Regions from separate parts of the Mus musculus genome. Here all the other regions are linked to region 1. Evidence: chromatin contacts called from public ChIA-PET, Hi-C and HiChIP or PLAC-seq data. All regions are on one chromosome and are shown on one strand. Each heading gives the region's core, a stretch centred on a gene start, on an enhancer-like site or on the middle of the called end of the contact. The rest is flanking DNA. Distances are from core to core; before and after follow the strand shown. Region 1 holds the start of Cnot11 (CCR4-NOT transcription complex, subunit 11). Region 2 overlaps Npas2 (neuronal PAS domain protein 2). Region 3 overlaps Map4k4 (mitogen-activated protein kinase kinase kinase kinase 4). Region 4 overlaps 1700066B17Rik (RIKEN cDNA 1700066B17 gene).

Evidence for each region. Hi-C and Micro-C count contacts between places; a contact is called where the count stands out from the background. ChIA-PET counts read pairs in DNA pulled down with a chosen protein or histone mark. HiChIP or PLAC-seq counts read pairs in DNA pulled down with a chosen protein or histone mark.
Region 2: an H3K4me3 HiChIP or PLAC-seq map of bone marrow-derived macrophages shows a contact between it and region 1, with 2.7 times the contacts expected there. The contact joins the enhancer-like site here to the promoter of Cnot11 in region 1. A contact is called at or near these places in 2 of 39 promoter capture datasets (embryonic stem cells and hippocampal neurons), 3 of 484 Hi-C or Micro-C datasets (B cells, the G1E-ER4 cell line and adipose-derived mesenchymal stem cells) and 3 of 115 datasets of contacts at active chromatin or transcription factors (bone marrow-derived macrophages and embryonic stem cells).
Region 3: a contact with region 1 is called in a Hi-C map of CD8 T cells, with 1.9 times the contacts expected there. The contact joins the enhancer-like site here to the promoter of Cnot11 in region 1. A contact is called at or near these places in 3 of 39 promoter capture datasets (the C10 cell line, cranial neural crest and embryonic stem cells), 2 of 15 datasets of contacts at CTCF or cohesin (large pre-B cells and pro-B cells), 12 of 484 Hi-C or Micro-C datasets (B cells, the Ba/F3 cell line, CD4 T cells and 7 more), 10 of 115 datasets of contacts at active chromatin or transcription factors (the 230-238 cell line, the NIH/3T3 cell line, bone marrow-derived macrophages and 7 more) and 4 of 9 other capture datasets (adipose tissue, embryonic stem cells, liver and 1 more).
Region 4: a contact with region 1 is called in an RNA polymerase II ChIA-PET map of memory CD8 T cells, with 8 read pairs. The contact joins the enhancer-like site here to the promoter of Cnot11 in region 1. A contact is called at or near these places in 1 of 39 promoter capture datasets (liver), 3 of 115 datasets of contacts at active chromatin or transcription factors (memory CD8 T cells, pro-B cells and thymic regulatory T cells) and 1 of 9 other capture datasets (adipose tissue).

The regions. Positions count from the first base shown.
Region 1 is chr1:39,534,354-39,539,132 of GRCm38.p6, forward strand. It overlaps Cnot11 (CCR4-NOT transcription complex, subunit 11), which reads left to right and starts at 1,348. Exons shown (of 7, transcript NM_028043.3): 1 at 1,348-1,984; 2 at 3,063-3,227; 3 at 3,918-4,070. The coding sequence starts at 1,486.
Region 2 is chr1:39,253,579-39,259,095 of GRCm38.p6, forward strand. All of the region lies in intron 1 of Npas2 (neuronal PAS domain protein 2), which reads left to right. Among named protein-coding and RNA genes, the nearest start is that of Npas2, 62 kb to the left of the region's middle. Within about 2 kb of position 2,658, at least 70 of the 459 cell types and tissues checked have an H3K27ac peak or open chromatin away from gene starts, as enhancers often do. A contact at or near this core is called in adipose-derived mesenchymal stem cells and bone marrow-derived macrophages, where this site is marked.
Region 3 is chr1:39,984,075-39,988,867 of GRCm38.p6, forward strand. It overlaps Map4k4 (mitogen-activated protein kinase kinase kinase kinase 4), which reads left to right. Exons shown (of 32, transcript NM_001252200.1): 9 at 1,108-1,186; 10 at 2,551-2,726. Among named protein-coding and RNA genes, the nearest start is that of Map4k4, 86 kb to the left of the region's middle. Within about 2 kb of position 2,962, at least 16 of the 459 cell types and tissues checked have an H3K27ac peak or open chromatin away from gene starts, as enhancers often do. A contact at or near this core is called in CD8 T cells, DN3 thymocytes and bone marrow-derived macrophages, where this site is marked.
Region 4 is chr1:39,838,708-39,844,175 of GRCm38.p6, forward strand. 1700066B17Rik (RIKEN cDNA 1700066B17 gene) reads right to left here. Exons shown (of 5, transcript NR_040465.1): 4 at 5,311-5,396; 5 at 3,721-3,849. Among named protein-coding and RNA genes, the nearest start is that of 1700066B17Rik, 5.9 kb to the right of the region's middle. Within about 2 kb of position 4,099, at least 38 of the 459 cell types and tissues checked have an H3K27ac peak or open chromatin away from gene starts, as enhancers often do. A contact at or near this core is called in memory CD8 T cells and thymic regulatory T cells, where this site is marked.

The DNA of each region.
Region 1 (4,779 bases), core at 98-2,597:
TTCTACAGTGAAAATGAACTCAGTTTGTGGTAATGGCAGAGAAACCCTAGAAACAAGCCCAGTGGAAACAGGGAAGACGCTCTTGGTATTAATCTTAGTGGAAATCAGCTCTATTGGCGGGTAACGTGCTGTGCTCAAATACCTTAAAACATCTCGAAACACCCATACTGTACTAACATTTAAGTTATCAACTAACAATAAGTTATGACAATAACTAGCATGAGTGGGTTTTAGTATGATTAGTTGTCATAGAGCATCCAATGTAAAAAGGCTCAAAGAGAACATAGTTGACTAATTAGTAGTAGTAGTAGTAGTAGTAGTAGTAGTAGTAGTAGTAGTAGTAGAAGAGGTAATTTGAATCATTTGCCCCGTTTGGCAAGCTATATTTTCTGCTGATTGCAATGTTCATTGGCAGAACCCCTCCACAGGTTTAACAGTAAACTAAAGAGGCCTTTAAAATATGCGCCATACCCATCACCTGTTCCTGAAGATTTCCTTGAGAACTTCAGCGGTAAATAGAAAACTTTCAGCTGCCGAAGAGTTTTAGCACAGGGTAGCTAGCAGGTGACGCTGATGACAGTCGCTCGGTTTCTGTAACTCTAGAGTGGATACTAGTCACCACCGGAGCATAGGGGTGGGGAGCGGGCAGCGGTGCCTTTGAAACAGATCACAGGGGACCAGGTCCAGGAGGCTGGTATGTAAAGAAATTTCCAGGGTTTTCCAGTGTTCAGCCAAGGCGTCCAGAAAAAGTGCCCTAGGGCAGGCTAAGGAAAAAGAAGCACTGCAAACGATTTTGTAAACGAATATTTCTCGAGACAGTTTTCTCAGATTTTTTTTTTTCTTTCTTTTTAGACCAGGCTGGCCTCGAACTCACAGGGGTTCGTCTGCCTCTGCCTCCCTGGTGCCGGCCTCGCCTAGATTTTTGTTCACATAACCAAACGTTTATGTGCGGTACGACCCCATCTCTGAGAATACGAGCAAGGCTCGAAATTTAAACTGTTTCTGAGAATCCTGTTTTCATTGGTATTTACAAGAAATGAGCCGTCAAGGATGCTCTATCAGACCAGTTAGCATCTAAGACCTAGTTTCCAAATTATAACTTAGGCAATATTGACTGGGCAGGTTTGGCGCCACCCTGTCACCCAAGGATCGCTTCTGAGGGCTTTAAGGGCAATTAACGGCGGTCTCTACATCACTCAGGCAGGGAAGGACCACTCGGACAGCTCAGAGACCACGCGGCCCCGCCCTCCACGGCGCCCCGCCCCCTTCCGGACACGGCGCCCCGCCCACTCGCGTCTCCGGAACCTCCGCTCGGCCAGCGTCGTCGGTCTGTCGGCCCTGTGTCTCCGTTCCGCTCGTCTGACTTAGGCACTGTTTTTGTTTGCGACGCTGTCGCGGAAGGGTGCGCTTTACGGCCGCGGGAGGACGCAGCGAGTCGGCGCCTTGGGCCTCTCGGCCGGGAAGCGGGGTAGGCGGGCGAGGTTGATGCCCGGCGGCGGGGCGAGCACGGCGTCTGGCCGGCTTCTCTCCTCAGCGGATCCCAGAGGGGCGCGGGAGGCAGCGGCGTTCCGGAGCGGCCCGGCGGGCTCGAGCGGAGGCCGAGGCGGAGCAGGCGGCCCTGGGCCAGGGATTGGAGGCCCCGCGGGCAGGATGAGCCTGACCCCGAAGGAGCTCTCGAGCCTGCTGAGCATCATCTCGGAGGAGGCGGGCGGCGGCAGCACCTTCGAGGGCCTGTCCACCGCCTTCCACCACTACTTCAGCAAGGCCGACCACTTCCGCCTGGGCTCGGTGCTGGTGATGCTGCTGCAGCAGCCGGACCTGCTGCCTAGCGCGGCGCAGCGCCTCACGGCGCTCTACCTGCTCTGGGAGATGTACCGCACCGAGCCGCTCGCCGCCAACCCGTTCGCGGCCAGCTTCGCGCACCTGCTCAACCCGGCGCCGCCCGCCCGCGGCGGCCAGGAGCCCGACCGGCCCCCGCTCTCAGGTACGTCCCGCAGCCAGCCGTGCGGGCGCAGCCAGCTGTTCTGGGGTGGGGGTGGGAGGGGGGTCGTCAGCTAGGGACATTCAGCCTCCTTGGAGGGGATCGACCCTCCCTCCTTTTCCATACTTTCTTTCCCTAAAATAGGGGAGAGATAGAAGTTGCAAGTTTTGTTTTTTTGGTTTTTTTTTTTTTTCAAATTCACTACACTCCAGATGATCCCTCCCAATCGAAAAAGCCAACACATCGTACAAGCCCACAAACGGGCTGGACATATTTTAGTATGCCAGATACGGTTCATTCTTGATTGTAAGGTCCTGAGGTATGCGAAGTTACAGCCAATGGCACTGAGTTTACCCCCTTTTTAAGCCTCCGAGTAAAGAAGTCGGTATTAAGAACCTGAGGTTGAAGTCCACATCACCACAATATCTAAAGTCTTTGCAGCCAACTCCTTGGTTAGCTGTAATGTCGCGTGAGGAGAGGATGAAGTCGTTTCTAATTAACCATTCAAAGATGCATGTGTCCTGGGCAGTATTGTGGAATGTTTGCTTTTGCAGCATTGCTAAGATCAGGCATAGATTACACCTGAGGATGCGCCCCTAAATTTGGTGCTGTGGATGGAACCCAGGGTCACTTCCTCTATACCATGAGCCTCGTCCAGGACTCTGGGACAGCTGTACCACTCACAGGCTGACATACATGTACATATGTACATATATATAGATATAGAGATAGAGATAGAGATATAGATATACACACACATATACATATATATATAATTTTTAAAGTATGTTTAAATTTGTAGGAATCTAAGTATTTGATAACAAAAAGTTCTCAACAGCTATTAAAACCTTACGTTTCATTGACATTTCCATAGATCACAGAATCTCAAGCGATATATTTGTTTATGGATTACTATGTGTACTAAGTGTGAATATTCAATCAGCTGGAACTCAGTTACATTTAGATCATAAGAATAGCTCCACGTGGCAAGTAGCAAAGTTTCCAGTTAACTTTTAAAGTTAAATTTTAAAACTTTACCAGTACCCATTGGCGAGAAACCGGCATGCATTCTTATTTGCAGGGTTCCTGCCTCCTATAACTCCACCAGAAAAGTTTTTCCTCTCCCAGCTCATGCTGGCACCCCCAAGGGAACTGTTCAAAAAGACACCTCGCCAGATTGCCTTGATGGACGTTGGAAACATGGGACAGTCTGTGGACATTAGCGGCCTTCAGTTAGCCCTGGCAGGTGAGGGAGGGCCAGTGATTGGGACATTCTTGTCGGTTCTTGAGATCCCCTGCTTAAAATCAACAAGTTTTTTCTTTTAAATTTACATTTCTGCTGTTTTTGTTTGATCCTCTCCCATCCTGCCCTGCCCTGTCCTTTCCCTGTCTCCCTGTCTGCCACCCCCTCTTTTGTTTGTTTGTTTTGAGACCAGGTTTCTTTGTGTAGCCTTGGCTGTCCTGGAAGAGCTGGGTAGAGCATGCTGGCCTCTAACTGAGCTCTTACTGGCTGACTCTGAGTACTCAGGCACGCAGCCCCAGGCCAGGCCCGCTCCAGTCCCCATCCCAGATCACACCCTTGTACCCCAGCACCTCCTCCACTCTCTTTTCTGTTTCCTTATTCTGTGCTTCTGATTGACACCCAGCCTGGTCTCTGCCCCGCACCTCCCTCCCTGCCATCCACCTCACTCCATGTTCTCTTTTGGAGTTATTTTAATATTATTATTGTTTGGTTTATAGGGATTAAAGATATTTACTTTGAACTCCTGATCTGTTCACGATGTTCTCAATTTTAAAATGTTCTGTGCCACCCTGCCCCTCCCCCTGCCCCCCAGGCTGGCCTTGGGTTCTTGACTCTCGTCTCCGCCTTCCAGGTGCTGGCATTACAAGGTCTAGCTTAAATGCTTTGAATGCTTCTTGTCTGAATCTGTTCCAGAGCGTCAGTCTGAGCTGCCAACCCAGAGCAAAGCCAGCTTCCCAAGCATCCTCAGTGACCCAGACCCGGACTCGTCCAACTCTGGATTTGACAGCTCAGTTGCCTCTCGGATCACAGAGTCTTTAGTCAGTGGCCCAAAGCCACCTATTGAAAGTAGGTATATGGGGCTTAGTTCATGTTCTCAGGGTTGTACTCTAGCAGCACTCGGGAATTCTACGTTTCTTACAGTACCTGATGACAGACTAACTGCCTTGCTGTCTAGAATATAGCAGACACAGACACCAGCTAGTTATACACTAGGATGTTTATTGCTTATTTGATGTACACCCCCCCACACACACACACACACATGCCTGCAGATAAAAATTCAGGTTTTACCAAAATGACTGTGTTTGTTTTAATGAGATAGTCTCATGTAGCGCAGAGTAGTCTAGAAATTTCCTGTGTAGCTGAGGATGACCTTAGAGTCCTGGTCATCCTCGGCTGAGAGTAGGATCCATAATCCAGCCACCCACCTCTGTCCTCTGTGGGAAGTGCTCTCTGGAAGGCTAGTGATGGACTGGGTAAGATCTGCTCTCAGGACAGAGAGAACTTCCTGCTGTACACCAGAGGCAGCGGAGAGGAGTGGGAGCTCGTGTGTCCCAGTTTAGTGGAAATTACTAAGTTTTCATCTCCTGGGCTTTTGTGGGGCTTAGCAGGCAGGTGGAGCCCACAGCTGGATAGACAGCTGGGTGTCTGTCTTGTTAAGTACTGAGATATAAAGTATACGTTGTCTTTCTTGAGAGTGGTCATTTGGGCATAGCACTGTGGGTCACTGGAGTTAGGGTGCAAGTGTTTATACAAGAACATAATAAGCCACTGG
Region 2 (5,517 bases), core at 1,408-3,907, 280 kb before region 1:
CCCAGCAGTCGATGTAAAGTGTCACAGTTACCTCTGTGCCTGTCAAGTGGTCGGTTTGTCTTTAGTGACAATCAGAGCCTTGGTGGAGCCTGCGATCTGAGCTGGTTTTCTGTGCTTTAGTTTTGCCTTTTGTTTCTAAGACTTGGGTTTTTGTTTGTTTGTTTGTTTGTTTTAGTTATGTGTATATGTTTGTCTAAGCTAAAGGGATGAGTTGTGTGTGTGTGTGTGTGTGTGTGTGTGTGTGTGTGTGTGTGTGTGTGTCCTGTGGAAGTAAGTGCAGGTGCCCACAAGAAGGAGTCAGATCTCTCTAAGAACTCTTTCCAGGTGCTCTCCCATGGTCCCCTGTCTGCCACCTAGAGGCCACCCCGAGCTGCTCAGGCTGGACCTGGAGCAGGCCTTGCTTCCTCATGGTTCATGCCCATGGATGAGCAAGGCTGTTATGCTGACCCACTTTTGCTGTGTGCCCACAGCAGGCTAAGCCTGTCTGGCCTTGCTCCGAGGCACCAGGCGGAGTAAGTTGCCTTCTGACCAGTGTAGACGGCTGTCTCTGGGGTGTCTGAATCTGTCTGTTATGTCTAAAGGACAACCTCCAGGCACCTCGGGGAAGCCGGAACATGGATCTAGTCGTAGGGTCTCCCTTGCCCCGCATTCAGCCTGTGTCCCAGCAGCCCTGTGTTAGGACCCATTCTTGCTGGTAACCAAAAGCTGGGCTTTTCTCCCAAGGTTTTAAAGACAGATTCCAACACGTAAGCTACAACCTGCGGACACCTTCCCTGAGCACTATGAGCCTCAGCTGCTTGTTGAGCCTCCTAGAGGGCAGGAAATGTCCTGTCCTTGAGGGGTTGCCACCAAGTAAAAGGGTCTTGGGTGTCTAATGCCAAGGAAAGGGAGATTTAGAGATACCAGAGACAGAGGCCCAGCAGAGGATGATGGGAGTGCCACTCGAAGATTGACAGCTTGTCAATCGGGGCTTTGGGTGCTACAACATGATCTGTGTCTCCTGAACTATGGGGCTGTGTTGATTGATGTATATCTCATCCCTCCTTCACTCCACACATGCATGCTTGCTTCTTCTATTTCTAGCGGTTATTTCTATTTCTTCTTCTATGTCAGATCGTGGACCGTGGGCCTAGAACATCATCTCTTGGTTGCTCTGGTTGGATTAGATTCAGGATCTGATGGCTATGCTTAAATAAGCTGATACGTATGAAAACCATAAGCTAAACCAGAGCTTTAGCCATGGCTGGTCTCACCAGCACCTATGTTCATATATAGCCATGAGCCTTGAGAAAGGTATCCTGGGCCTAAGACTTCTGGTTCTGAAACATGCCAGGGCTAAGAGGATTTTGCAAGCAAAAGTGCATTTATCTCATGAATGAGGACCTGAACCTCAGCATTTGAGGGACAGGGTGGGGGTGGGGGGAGGCAGAGCTAGGTAGAGCCCCAGAGCTTGCTGGCCAGCCAGCCTAGCCAATCAGTCAGCTCCAGGTTCAGTGAGAGATCCTGCCTCACGCACGGTAAGCTAGAAGGAAAAGGAGGTGGCTCAGCAATAAAAACACTTGCCCACCCGAGCCTAGCAGCCTGGGTTCAATCCCTAAGATCCATAGTGGAAGGAGAGCGCTAACTCCCAAAGTGGCCCTCCAACGTCCAAATGCTGCGGTATACACATGCCGACTTTGACCTCTGGCCTCTGCTGTGTATGCAAGGTCAAGAACACTTGCACATATACACATGGAGGAGGTGGAGGGAGGAAAAAGAAAGCCTCTGTCCTGCTTGCAAACCCTCACAGGGGATGCTGGGCCTCTCCTTTGACCAGCCATGCCCTAGGTCCAGGCCAGGCTTACTTCACACTCGACCATAGGGAAGCATAGCAAAAATGGTCTTGTTCTGTGGTCAGGAGAGGAGCAGGGCAGCCATAGTGGGTTCCTAGCCTGGATGCACCACTACACTAAACTGTGCAGGGCCGAATAAGAAGGACCTTGTGAGGGGCCAGAGCCTTGAGGACATCTGGATAGGACTGTCGGTACAATTTCAGTTCCTTCATGACATCAGGCCAAGAGACAAGGAGTAGCTAACCACACAAATTGACCGGAGAGTTCCCAACACACCCTGTTTTCTCATGACCAGGACATTTGAACAAGCTGTGCCAGCCAGCCCTTATGCACTCAGCTGAACTGTACGAGAGCCAACTGAGGACAGACAGGGAGGTTTAACCTCACGGATACCTTTTAAAAGGAAGTATAACAAATCACAGTCCTGTGAAGCAAGAAAACCTCTTGCTGCTGCTGCTGCTGCTGCTGCTGCTGATGCTGATGCTGATGCTGCTGCTGATGCTGATGCTGATGCTGTCTTAGATATTCCCCTCGCGAGCTTCCTGTAGCCTGGGAGCTCTGCTCAGACCTGGTGTGATCAGAGGCAGTGGGCAGTGTTCAGGCAGACAAGACACTACCTGAACTCTAAATGAAAGAAGTAAAGGTGTGGCAAGGGAGAGGAGGAGGAGGACTCAGTGCTAACTGCTGATGCTCGGTCCGTCTTGGTGTGTGGCATCAGATAGACCGGACTGGATTCCAGATAGCCTGTTTCTAGCCACTGTCTTATAGGAGAGGAGAGGATCCTAGTGGTGTGTCCTCTTGTCTGTGGAAGGCAAGTCGTAACCACATCAGTTACTGATGACATCATCAGACCCGGGATCCAGCAAAAGCCACCACAAGACCAGAGGAGGAGAGGTTGAAGGCATTCAAACCTAAATCCAGCTCACACTCACACTAACTCTCCTGCCTCCACCAGCCAGTGGTTCACGTGAAACATCCCACGTCTTGGTTAAACGTTATAGGAAACTCTGATGTTAATCCCCGACACCATACCCCAGTGTCCAAACTAGTTTGATTTCTGTGCCCGAGAACATCTTGTTTCTCTTTTGCTCCCTTCGAAGCCTTAAGCCCATTTAGGATGACGTTTTCCAGACTCAGCGGGATCTCCTGGAACACAGCTACCTGGAGAGAGAAACAGGGCCCCACACCACACAGAGACCCTTTGGGTTTGTCTTTGGCAGTGGCTCCCAACAAAGACTGTGTGTGACTCAGCCACAAGAGTGACTCATAAGCCTCCTGCCCCTCTTACTGATTTCACTAGGCATCCATTGTCCACACCCTGGCCACATACTGTCACTCAGGACGGACCACAGTGTGGCTTGAACTCTCGTAAAAGGGGCCGCCCAGAGGGAATCTTCAGGGATGGAGAAGTAGATGACAAAGATTACAGGAACCTTGTGGACTGTTACAATGGTCCTTCCGCCCAGATACTGCAGCCATTTGTAGGTTGGAAAGGCTTGTCTGACCAAAGGTATCATTGTAAGTTGATTTAATAACACATTTTCTAACTTTCTCCATTCATTCCTTCATGAACTATGTCATCATTTCCCTGAACAATGAATCACCATGCCCTTGGAAGAAGGCAACTAACTATAAAAGAAAAATCAGAGTCACAAAAGGCAGATGAAGCCCCAGCCTTGGCCTTGTAGATGCTTGTGGCAGAGTTTCTGGTAGTCGGGGGAGCTCTGTGGGGGTCTGGTCATGGGCTCACCCTGGGCTCTCTGTGAAACCATGGGAAAAGCTCTTGAGATGTGGCTTCTTGTGGCCAGCGCTGGATTCAACCAGAGTTGCCATCAAATCTGTCAGACTGGCTCTTCCCCAATTGGGGAATGTGCCAGAACTTGAGAATTCCATAATTGAAGGGAAGCTAGGGATTGTGGAGGCAGCTGCTGCCTCTCTGGTTTTTTATTGCCTGTTTGTCGAGGAAGAATCACAAGGTAGAAGTCACTTCCTACTTTCCCCCAAATGATGAGGGGGAACATCTCCAGTTCATTAGCACCTGTCCTTCAAAGCCTTTTTATAACAGAAAAAATAATGAGAAAAAATGCTGTCCATCTCCGGACCTGAGGCCCCTCATCAGGGCCTCCTGGCAGGACAGAAGGTACATTCACTGTTCACGAGAGATAAACCCAGCCAGTGGGGAGATGTGTGTGCTTACTGTCCCCTGTTTTGATTTCAACTTGTTCTTGTTTTCCGAGTTTTGATTTTCTTCCTTTGAACAAACTAAACTCACCATGTTTTGTTGGTTTAGTAGAGAGGAGAATTGGGATTTTCCAGCTAACTTGGGACCTGTAATTCAAACCACCTCCCAGCCAATTTGAAAACATCACGGTTTTATTTTGTGAAAACATCGGCCTTGCAGCACAATAGGCTTAAGGAGGTCATTTCACGGAACACTCATGATGACACAGAGCGATGCACTGGGCCTATAAAGATGCTACAGAAAGTTCAAAATGGCTCTAGAGATAATTTACCACCGGCACACACTGCTTGGCCCTCAGCCTACTTTAATAAATAAAGTTTTATTGGAACACAGCCGTGTACCTAATGTATATGTGGTCAATGCCTGGTTGAACACGGCAGTTAGTGTTAAGCAGTCACACAAAGACTATAGAGTTTGCTCCAAAACTATTTACCAGCTACCAAAACCAGCTTTAATTAAAAAAAAAAATACTGTTCCCATGGCTTCGTTTTAAAGGATTTATAAGGATTTCTTTTGTTTTAATAAATAAGATCACAGGCCCGTGACTTGGACAGGATTACAGGCTGATAAGAAAAATCCTTGATCACAAAGGTTGGAGGAATCCTTCTTCTTCTGGGTCACGAGGGAATAAGATGTGTTTTGACTATAAATAAAGTTCATACATTGTTTGTGAGGTTCTCAGGGAATTGCAGGTGTTATAGCTGAGAGGCACAGGTTAAGCCCAGAGGTCATATGTATCTTGGCCATAACATGGCTTATTGTTTTTTAATTTCTTTACTTGAGCATATTCTAATAGAAGAATTGACACTGTCTTTGTGTTGGGCAGTCTTTACAGAAAAATCTTTTCACTACTCTCCAACTCTTAGCCCTCAGAAGGTGGGAGACTTCATCTGCATTACCAGGATCCCGACCATCTCCACTCGGCTGCAGATTCTTGTAATCTCTGTTGTAATGAGTTGACTGGGACAAACGGAGTAGATATTGCACAAAGAGGGTCTATTAAAGAGTGCAGAAATGCTCTCAGGGTGAGAGAGTGGCCAGTGAGGAAAAGTCTCTAACAGAGGAGTACAGATGATAGCCAGAGACCACTGTATTGGCCTAACTTTAGGCAGAGTTTATGCTTATCCTTAAGAATCTCAACAATTATAGGAGCCATCAGTAGCACGCAGCCCACACAATCAGCTGAGCAAGGCTCGTAGGGGGCTCACAGAGACTGAACCGACAGTCGGGGAGCCTGTATGGGTCTGAGCCAGATCCTCTGCAAGTATGTGATGGCTGTGTACCTCGGTGTTCTTGTGGGACTTCTAAAGTGGGGGCTGGGAGGTGTCTCTCACTCTTTGCCTGCTCTTGGGACCCTTTTCATCCCACTGGATTGCCTCATCTGGTCTTGATACGAGGGTTTGTGCCTGCTCTTATTGTAGTTTATTGTATCATGTTCAGACG
Region 3 (4,793 bases), core at 1,712-4,211, 450 kb after region 1:
CAGGGGTCTCTCAGTAACCAGTTTCCCTTTTGGAGTGCCCTGGGTCTGCAGCCTATTCATGTGCAACATCTGAAATTAATAAGAGCTCTTTTTTCTTTGCATTTGAAGAATACTGACTGAAAGGGGTCCCTCATCTTTGAAATTCTATTTATTTTGAGTTTACAAATGGAGATGCTGCCTTTTATTTACGGGGTTTTCTGTGAAGATTTGAGTTTGTTTTTCCTTGGGTTAATTCAGTAGATCGATCAGTCATAAAATTGATCTTTGATTGGAGTTGTGATAGAAGTGTAGAAAAAAATAAGGAAAACACTCTCGGCGTTTCTCCTGGCCTGCTAAGGAAGGTGTGTCCAGACACTGTATGCTGCCTCGTACAGAGTTGTGAAGAAATAGTTGCCGAAAGACTGAAACGGTCCTGACAGTTAAGAATCAGTTACTGTGCAGAAGTGGGTGTCCACCGCGAGTACTGTGTCCCTCGTGTTTCCTTATATGGTATTGAGACAGGGACATAGTGCTGGGTCATTTGTCCTAGTTTCCCTTCACTGGGATAGTGGTGTCAGCTGGTCTGGTCCCCATTCCTAGCTGCCTTACCAGTATACTGTAAGCATGTGCCTCATCTGCTGTGCCAGGCCAGTGTGTACGTCTGCAGACAGACAGTAACTGCACAGGGGTCAGCACCTCCAGTCACAGACAGCAGTGTGTGGGGGCTCCGAATGTGCGCGCTGCGTTTAAGCATTGCTTCCTTTTGAAGCACCGAAGGCCTTTACCAAGCTGTTCTGATCCTTAGACCAACCTTATAAACACGGCCGTTTTCATTATAATTTTAAAGGTGATTTAAACACTTAAATTTTTCTCCTTTTGAATTTGAGTTTATATTTATCTTTGATTTATGAAAACTTTGCAGTGTCAATTTGAAGTTGTGTATTTTTGGTCTGCTTCTATTTTATTGTTTTTTAAATGGTAAAATTCAAGTTATGGCCTAGGGTTTATAACTAGATATCTTAGCTGCTTGGCATATTTGTGGCAATTATTTGTGAATGAAGTTGTTTGTACATGAACCCCAGTGGTCAGGAGAGTAAGCCTTACTGACACCGCCATCTCCTTTCCCAGCTCTCTGTGACATGCATCCAATGAGAGCGCTGTTTCTCATCCCCAGAAACCCTCCTCCCAGGCTGAAGTCAAAAAAATGGTAAGCCCCACCTCCCCCTCCCTTCCCCCACTCTGTCGGTCCCTCTCCCCCTTCCCCCCTTTTCTATGCCTTTCTTTTCTTTTCTCCCTACCTCTCTATAGTTTCATTTTGTTCAGGAATAAAATTCTGGCCACCCTAACTTCGGTACTACAAAGTCAGCAGCCTTCAACAGTCTAAGGCACATGAGTTCTTCCTGTTGTTCTTGATTCATCGGATTTCATTTAGTCGCTAATAGCAAGCAACTCCGAAAGCCCCATAATATGAAGAAAAGGCTATGTTTAACGTTTAAGAGTTAAACATCTTTGAAGTGTAATATGTTGCAGAACATTCTTCTTCTAAAATGGCAAAGATGTGTTAAAGTCCTTTGATAACACATTTTAACATTGATGAAGGGTGTCTGGGGCCATCGGCCATGTTTGCAGGCCCTGACTACAGCAGGAGGACCATTTGAACATAGGAGTTAAAAGCATTCTGGGTAATAGAGCAAGATCCTGTTGGGGGTTAGGGTGGGTTGCAGCTATAGTTGTGATGTTTTATAAAGTGTACCAACCAGTGGCAGGGCTGAGTCTTCCACCCCACCCCCATCGTGCACACACAAAGTAAAACCTGTCATTTCTGCCTTTGTCCACTAAACTCTGGGACCTGATGAATCGAGCTCAAGCCAGTGTAAGGCTGGCTGAAGCATCCATCCGTAGATGCCCTGCGTTTGCCAACAGAGGCAGGCCCCTTGCTCATCTCTGTTTGTTATGAGACTTATGGTCATCTGTGCACCTCCCTGACCCCCACGTTAGTGAAGGCCTTTCTCTGTTCCTGTGCCTCTGCTTGTTCCATGATTTAATGGTTAGTGAGTAGTAGTAGACTTAAACTCTGTTCCTTTAAACCTGGCTGCTTTTATCGCTCTGTATGATAATGTTGTTTGTGGTGCACTGCAGGTGTGACCACAGTGACACTGCTGAGTGCTGCAGGACATTGTTAGTGTGCACTGCAGGTGTGGTGACAGTGACACTGCTGACTGCTGCAGTACATTGTTAGTGTGCACTGCAGGTGTGGTCCCAGTGACACTGCTGACTGCTGCAGTACATTGTTAGTATGCACTGCAGGTGTGACCACAGTGACACTGCTGACTGCTGCAGTACATTGTTAGTGTGCACTGCAGGTGTGACCACAGTGACACTGCTGACTGCTGCAGTACATTGTTAGTGTGCACTGCAGGTGTGGTCCCAGTGACACTGCTGACTGCTGCAGTACATTGTTAGTGTGCACTGCAGGTTTGGTCACAGAATGGTTTTCAGGCTCGTCACCAGTATTTTTGAGCTTAACTTTGGTGATAGAAGTTTGATGATATGTTTCACTTTCTCTTACAGGTCAAAGAAATTTTTCAGCTTTATAGAAGGCTGTCTGGTGAAGAATTACATGCAGCGGCCCTCTACAGAGCAACTTTTAAAACACCCTTTCATAAGGGATCAGCCCAATGAAAGGCAGGTTCGAATCCAGCTTAAGGATCACATAGACCGGACCAGAAAGAAGAGAGGCGAGAAAGGTATGAAGGCTCCTTTAAGTTTGCCTTCCTACCATAGCGTTAAGGGGCCCTAGACTGTGTTAAAGCAGCAGGCTTCATTCTGACAGTTTAAGTACTGCTGCTGCTGCTGAGCTGCACTCCTTCCCCTGTGCTCTTCCTCCCTAGCACCCTCTTTCCTCTTCCTGTCTCGTGGCCCTGGGCTTTCCTGCACACTTGCACAGCAAGAGCAAGACCACTGGATGCTAACACTCCTCAACAGCCCGCCTCCCCTCTCGTGATTTCCGCCTGGTTTTATGTCATATACCGCACACTGACACCCGGGTAAACCGTGTGAAACACACCTCGTTTCCCTGAGGTTGATTTGACTACACAGTCTTCAGTTTCATATGTATGTTTTAGATTACTTTTTTAAGCACAGGAAGATTTTGCTATGTAGTGTCATTTTCAAGTGGCATAATGACTTCATGGTCGGTTCTGCCTCAGATTTATTCCTGGACAGTTGTTTCTTTCTCAGTGAGTTTGTGGTTGTCATATAGGAAAGCTACTGAGTTTTGTATGTTAATTCTGTATCCTGCAGGGTCTTTAAGTGTCTGAGATTAGCAATACTTTGAGTTCTTTCTTGTCTTTATACCTTTTACGTATTACTGTTTAGTTGGGTGGGACTTGAAACACTGTATCAAATAAGTGTCTAGTTCTAGGTTTTAGAGAATATATTCACTATTCCCCATCTAGTACAGTGTTGTTTATAGGTTTGCCTTTACTATAGCCATTACTGTTAGAAGTATATCTGTAGGTTTTGTGCTCCTTCTTTCTTGGGGACTTTTTTTTTAAGTAGGGCCTCACTATAACGTAAGCTGCAGATTCACAGCGATTCTTCCGTCTTATCCTCCCCTCTGCTGGGTGTGTACCACGAGTCAGAAGTTTTCTCCTCTTTTTTTTTTTTTTTTTTTTTTTTTTTGGTTTTTCGAGACAGGGTTTTTCTGTATAGCCCTGGCTGTCCTGGAACTCACTTTGTAGACCAGGCTGGCCTCAAACTCAGAAATCTGCCTGCCTCTGCCTCCCGAGTGCTGGGATTAAAGGCGTGTGCCACCACGCCCGGCTCAAGTTTTCTCCTTTTGAGCTCTGTCCTTGAGTTTATTTACACCATGTATTAAAATTGGGGGGTGTGGGCTGCCACAGTTCTGCATCCTCGAGATAAAGCCATTTTGGTTGTGTCTTTATATGATCTTGAATATGGCTTTCAAGTATTTTGTTGAGAATATAAGAAACCCAATGTTCCTTAGAGAAATTGGCCTTTGATGTTCTTTTATTCCGTCTTTATTGGGTTTGCTGGTAGGTCATCTTGGCTTCATAGGATGAGTCTGGTAGCGTCTTCCCCTTCTTCTTCGTGGAGTGGTGAGAGTGTTGGTGTCCGGTCATCCTCAACAATTTGGCACAACCTGCCCTGCATCTGTCCCGCCTTACACTTCTTAACCCCATCCCAGTCTCAGTGCTCATATCTTACAGATTTCATTGTGGTAAACTGCAGACATTTAGAATCTTGTTCATTTTTTTTCACTTGCCAACCTTTGGAATATAAGTTTTCAGAGCATTTTCTAAGGATCTTTTGGGTTTCATTGGCTCTATGGTAACAATTTGATTTTTATCTTTATGATACTAGTATAACTTGGAGTTAGTCAATCTTATTGATCTTTTCAGAGAGCTGGATGTGGTGACTACTTTTGTGTGACCCCTCTCCCCGAGTCTGCCTCGGTGCTTTCTTCGCTGCTCTTTATTTCTTGACATGAGCTGCGTTTGCTTTAGCTTCTTGATTTCTCTAGACCAGTATTTGAGATCTCTGAATTTTTAACACATCTGCTATTTCTGTCATCTATGTATCGATATCTGTTTATATTTGTCAGTGTAATACTTTCTTGAGTGTGACTATGCTGATGCTGTTGAGTTTTTTGGTTTTCTTGTTTTTTGTATACACTTCCTCAGATTTTATCAGTGGAGAATGACCAGCTCTTCTGTAGGGAGTGTAGCCAGCTCAGAATTCCTGACCTTTGACGGGAGGTCAGACACGCTTCTCCCCATGCCGTTTTCACA
Region 4 (5,468 bases), core at 2,849-5,348, 310 kb after region 1:
CTACAGACATTATTATCCCGATTCTTAACATCACAGATTCATTTCCCACCTTTCTATGTCCACTAAGCAGAATCATACCGTGTGACACTTTTGTGCCTCAGGCAGCATTATGCCTGTGAGAGAGTATCCGTATTTTGACATGGTATAGATAGGCCTTTATCTGTTTGGGCTGGTACTCCATTGTGCCAATACACCGCAGTTTATTTATCCATTGTGCAGCTGATAGACATTTGGGTAGCCGCCAATGTGGGCTGTTACAAAGAGCCAGCTGCATGCATTTTTTACATTGGTTACAGTGTGCTGGGGCCAGGATTTCTAATTTGCGTGAACGAATGGAAGAGCTGTTTGAAATCACACAGGCTCTTCAGGGTCCTTGCCCATCTGCTGACAGATGCAGGCCATACAAAAGGCCACAGCTGCACAAACCAACCCTTGTTTTCATGAAGGAAAAAAAAAAAGTCGTGTTGTTTTTGCTGTTGTTATTTTATTTTATTTTATTTTATTTTGAAGATCAGCAATTGAAAACAGAAGTAAGTATTGTGTGTATTATCTGGAAGCTTTGAGCAGCTGGCTGTAAGAATCTGGATGAGTGATAACCACAGGAGTTATCTTATGAAAGCCTGACAACCCTTGAGCAGGGAACAGGACACGCGTTGGGGGAAGCACATGACCCGAGCAGGGAGGTGGGGTGGTCCAGAGAGGACTTAACTCGGAGGGAGTCAGTCTCTGATTGGAGCAGAACTTCCATTGTCTCTGAGGTTGAAACAAGGGCAAACCCAGGGGTGCTTAGAGGCACACGTCACTGGTTCCCCCAGAATCCACACTGGACAGTGCAGCGCAGGACAAAGTTCAGCGTTCAACGTACAAGAGCAGTTCTGAACACTGGTCGCGACCCCTCTGGGGATCAGAAGACACAGACATTTGCACCATGATTCCTAACAGTAGCAAACTTACAGTTATGAGGTAGCCGCACAATTTTATGATGGGGAGGGGGGTGGGTCACTACTCTATGAGGAACTGTACTGAAGGGTCGCAGCGTTAGGAAGGGTGGGAAGCACTGGGCTAGAGCGTGGTGTAGAAACCCGGGAACTTGGCACTTTATTCCTTCGGAAATTCCAAAAGAAAACTAAGGAGAGGAGGCAAGGCTTCGTGGTAAGTTCTAAGTAGTTACACTTTAAGTGAAGACAAGAGAAAAGCGTTTTCTCAATGTAAGAAAAGCAAGTTATTCCTTTGCTTAAAATTCATCGTCTGAAATGGGAGGAGCTTCTAAGTGTGAACACTTCCTCTTATGGTCGCTTGGCCACACCCCTGTGGGGTGGAGAAAACACCTTTGGAGCCCAGCTGCTCATCTCCTGATTGCTAGGAAGCAGAGACATAGATAGAACCGGCCAGGGCAAAATCTAGCCTCCAGGGGGAGACCCCAGTGAGCTACCCTCTCCAAGGAGGCCCCGCCTCTAACTTCACATCACCTCCCAGCGCACCTCCCAGCGCACCTCCCAGCCACTATTTTGTTACACAGCCTTCAGTGGACCCACTCATTGATTAGGTCAAAGCTTCACGGTCCAATCATCTTTCAATAACTGGTTCCAACAGCTGGAGACCAAAACCTTCAACACGTGAATCTTTGGGACCACTTGATGCCTAACCTATAGCCTTCCCATTGCATTGGGAATAAAATTTGAACTCTTCACCAAAACCCCACCGAAAGCCGACTCTCAGCCCTCCTCTTTAACCTTTAGGTGTTTTGTTTTGTTTTGTTTTGTTTTGTTTTGTTTTGTTTTGTTTTGTTTTGTTTTGTTTTGTTTCAGGACATGTACACTCCAAGAAGGCCTGGATTCATCCTCCTTAAATGTTGCCTGGGCAGAGACCCTCTCAGCCAGCACCTTGGTTACTATTACAGAATACTTGGTGTATTTTGCTTTGTAGCGCTTACCTGCAACGCTGTAGCTGTCCTTAACCCCGTATTGTGTATACTGTTGGCCTAGATAAGGCTGGAGACAATATCCAGGAGAGAGAAGTACCAGAGGGCCCCTAGGAAGAAGAGAGAATAGTAAATAGGTTTGTCTGAGAGGGTCTGAATAGTTAAGCTGACAGGTTTGTGTGAAAACTGGGTAGGGTAGTGGCCAGTGGAGGCTTTCCCAGGCCCGCAAGGATGGTTGTGCTGCTCGGTGATCCTGGTTTTCCATGGGGAGGGACCAGAATAGAAGGGCTTTTCACTTCCTGGGAGCCTCTGGGGTTTGCCACAAGCCTGTCTGTCAGCATGCAGAAGCCGACTACATCAGCTCAGGGAGGGCTTGGCGGCAGGTGTCAGCTGCAGGCCCTGTGGGCACGAATGAAGTCAGAGGAGGAGAGATAGGCCTTCAGGCAGCAAGGGAGGAGCTCCCTGAGGGAAGAGCTGACCAGGTTGAGTGTGATGTGAGCTCAAAACAGATCCAGGGAAGTGGTCCAAAGGGCAAGGTTGTGATGGAAGATGTGGGAGTGGGTGCTTGGCTCCTAAGATGGACTCCTTAGAAGTTCCCACTGGAGGTGGCCAGTGTGGTAGAGGTGTAATGGAGGCAGAGGCAGGTAGGTATCTGTGAGTTAGAGGCCTGCCTGGTCTACAAAGGGTGTTCCAGGATAGCCAGGGCTACACAGAGAAACCCTGCCTTGAAAACAAGGAGGAGGAGGAAGAGAAGAAGGAAGAAGAGGAGGAGGAGGAGGAGAAGAAGAAGTTGTTCTCACAAGCTCTCTAGTACCTGATCGCAGATGGGTGTTGGGTGGATTACAGAAATTCTTGACTTTCCAAGTGACCTCTTCTATGAACTTTACAACTATGAACTCAATTGTGCCCCCAAGAAAACCCTTAATTACTAACCCCACACCTCCCCTTCCCCATTTTTCAAAGAGAGAGCCCAAAACACGGGGGTGGGATAAATAACTTTCCCACACATAAGAGCCATCAGAAGTATGGGGATTTGAACCCAGGCAGTGTGGGCCCAGAGTCCACAGCTCTTAACACCATGCTGCCTTAACATTCCAAACCTTTCTCTGGCTTTTTAAAAAAATACCTTTTAGATTTATTAATGTATTGGAGGATGGGGAATGTGTGTCATGACATGTGTGGAGGTCCGAGGACAACTGGAGGGTAAAGTCCAGGTCATCAGGGTTGGTGGCCAATGCTCAAATCCACTGAATCATCTTGTCAGCCCCTGGCTCTTCTTGGATGGCAAACCATTTGAAGCTTCCACACTTCAGGGATCAGGATGGTGGCTCTGGATGCAAACGACACGGAGTGAGTCAAACTCCTCTCCTCTCCCGTTTGGTTAAGGCAATAGTGTGGTCTTGCTTCCTTTTGGCCTCTGCCATTTTCCCTCAAGAATTGCTTTACCACAGGCCAGGGAAACTTCCAAGCTTCAGGTGTCTCCCTTTCAGTTTCTGGAGTCAGGATGCCAGCATAGACCATCCAGAGTTGCCCCTGCTCCCAGCAGGGACAGGGATTCTGATGCCAGAGGCCACTGGAGTCATTTGGGCAAAGGTGGTCCACACAGCCAGTTGCCATCCACACAGATGTGTACAGGACAATCCTCTGTGCGCGCGCTCACACACACACACACACACTCACACACACACACACACACACACACACAAGCTTCTTAACTGGAGTCTAATCAGGGCCTGACTTGTTCGGAGCCCAGCAAAGCAACACCCTTGGTGACAGACAGACCACACCCATCTCTTTATGACTGTGAGTTTCGGAAAGAACCGACTTTTACTGTTATCAAACCACGATGCTTTGCCACAGAGTCGATAATCAACACGTATGTCTCCATTGGCATTCATCTTCAAACCCAAGCGAGCTTTGTTGAAGGTCTGCAGTAAAGAAAAACAATCACGATAGGCAGCCCACTGTGTCTTTCACAAAAGCGAGCTAGATTTCTGTGGCTAATAAATTCTCAGAGTGGGCAACTATGGAGTGTACTTTAGTCACTTCACATGCAAATAACACCATTGGTCTTTGAGATAAGTCATGTTTTTACTATTTTGACCTATAAATATGTTGAAAACATCAGCTTGTCATTGGGCTGGCTTTTCTGAAAGCCTACCGGAACTTTCTCCACTTCAGAAATGATACACTTTAGGGTGGTACTTCCTATTTCAGAAACCACAAAAATCCCCCTCCCGGCCCCTCCAAACACCTTGGCAACCTGAGTGTTGCTGAGTTTTTTTTTTTTGTTTGTTTTTTTTTTTTGTTTTGTTTTTTGTTTTTTTGAGACAGGGTTTCTCTGTATAGCCCTGGCTGTCCTGGAACTCACTTTGTAGACCAGGCTGACCTCGAACTCAGAAATCTGTCTGTCTCTGCCTCCCAAGTGCTGGGATTAAAGGCGTGCACCACCACTGCCCGGCCTGAGTGTTGCTGTTAACACTCAACACCAGACTTTGGGATGCACTAAGGAAGTGCCAGGGACTCTGTGACACTGAGGGAGACAGATGCCCCAGGGCTGTTTGTCTTTACTGGAAAGTTCTGTATTCAGATCCTCCTGGTAGGGTCTGTTGCAATAAACGTCTATCTGGAAAGCATATTGTTGCCTCATGATAAGACCCGAGAGAAATCTGTCTGCTGTCTCATTAATGTAACATTAACTCAAGGCTGGAGTGATGGCCCAGCAGGTGAGGATGTGTGTGCAAATGTGAGTACTGGGCTTTGGATTCTATATAAAAAGCCTGATTGATGTGGCCACCCATGAGCCTGTACCGCAGCACTGTTGTGGGCAGAGACAGGAGGATCATGGGACTTGCCGACCTCTAGAGTAGCTCCAGGTTCAGTGAGAGTCTGCACCTCGAGGGAATAAGGTAGAGAGACAGCAAAACATCTGCCCTCCTCTGGGCTCTGTGCAGGTGCACAAGTGTGCGTGCTTGCACACCTGTGCAAACACGCATGCATGCATGCATGGATACACACATGCCCAGAGAGAGAGAGAGAGATACACAGACACAAATGAGCACACACAAGAGAGACAGACAGACAGACACATACATGAGAGACAAACAGACAGACACACACAAGAGAGAGAGACAGAGAGAGAGAGAGAGAGAGAGGCACACAGACACTACCCACTCTGGTCTTTGGCTGGTGGACTAATTTCACCAGCTAACCAATTCTTGCCTGATAATTCCACTCATTCTTAGCAACAAGTGGTAAGCCAGACCTCCTCCATGAAGAAACACTTGCTCCCTCATGAGAGCCCAGGCTTCAGGCGTTTCTTTTGTCCTGTGTCCAAGCTGATTAGTCTTAGCTGGAAGTCTGACTTAATAATGCTTTAGAAGGGATACCTAGGCAGAACCATCTGGGTGCAAATCCTCTCTTCATGGCAGTCTAAGCAGGGCCTTCGGCTTCTCTGCATCTCCTTCTTCATCCACTGCAGACAATCACCGAGTTGTGTTCACGGTATCTCCTAAATATCACTCAACACATCTGCCTCAGCCTCCAC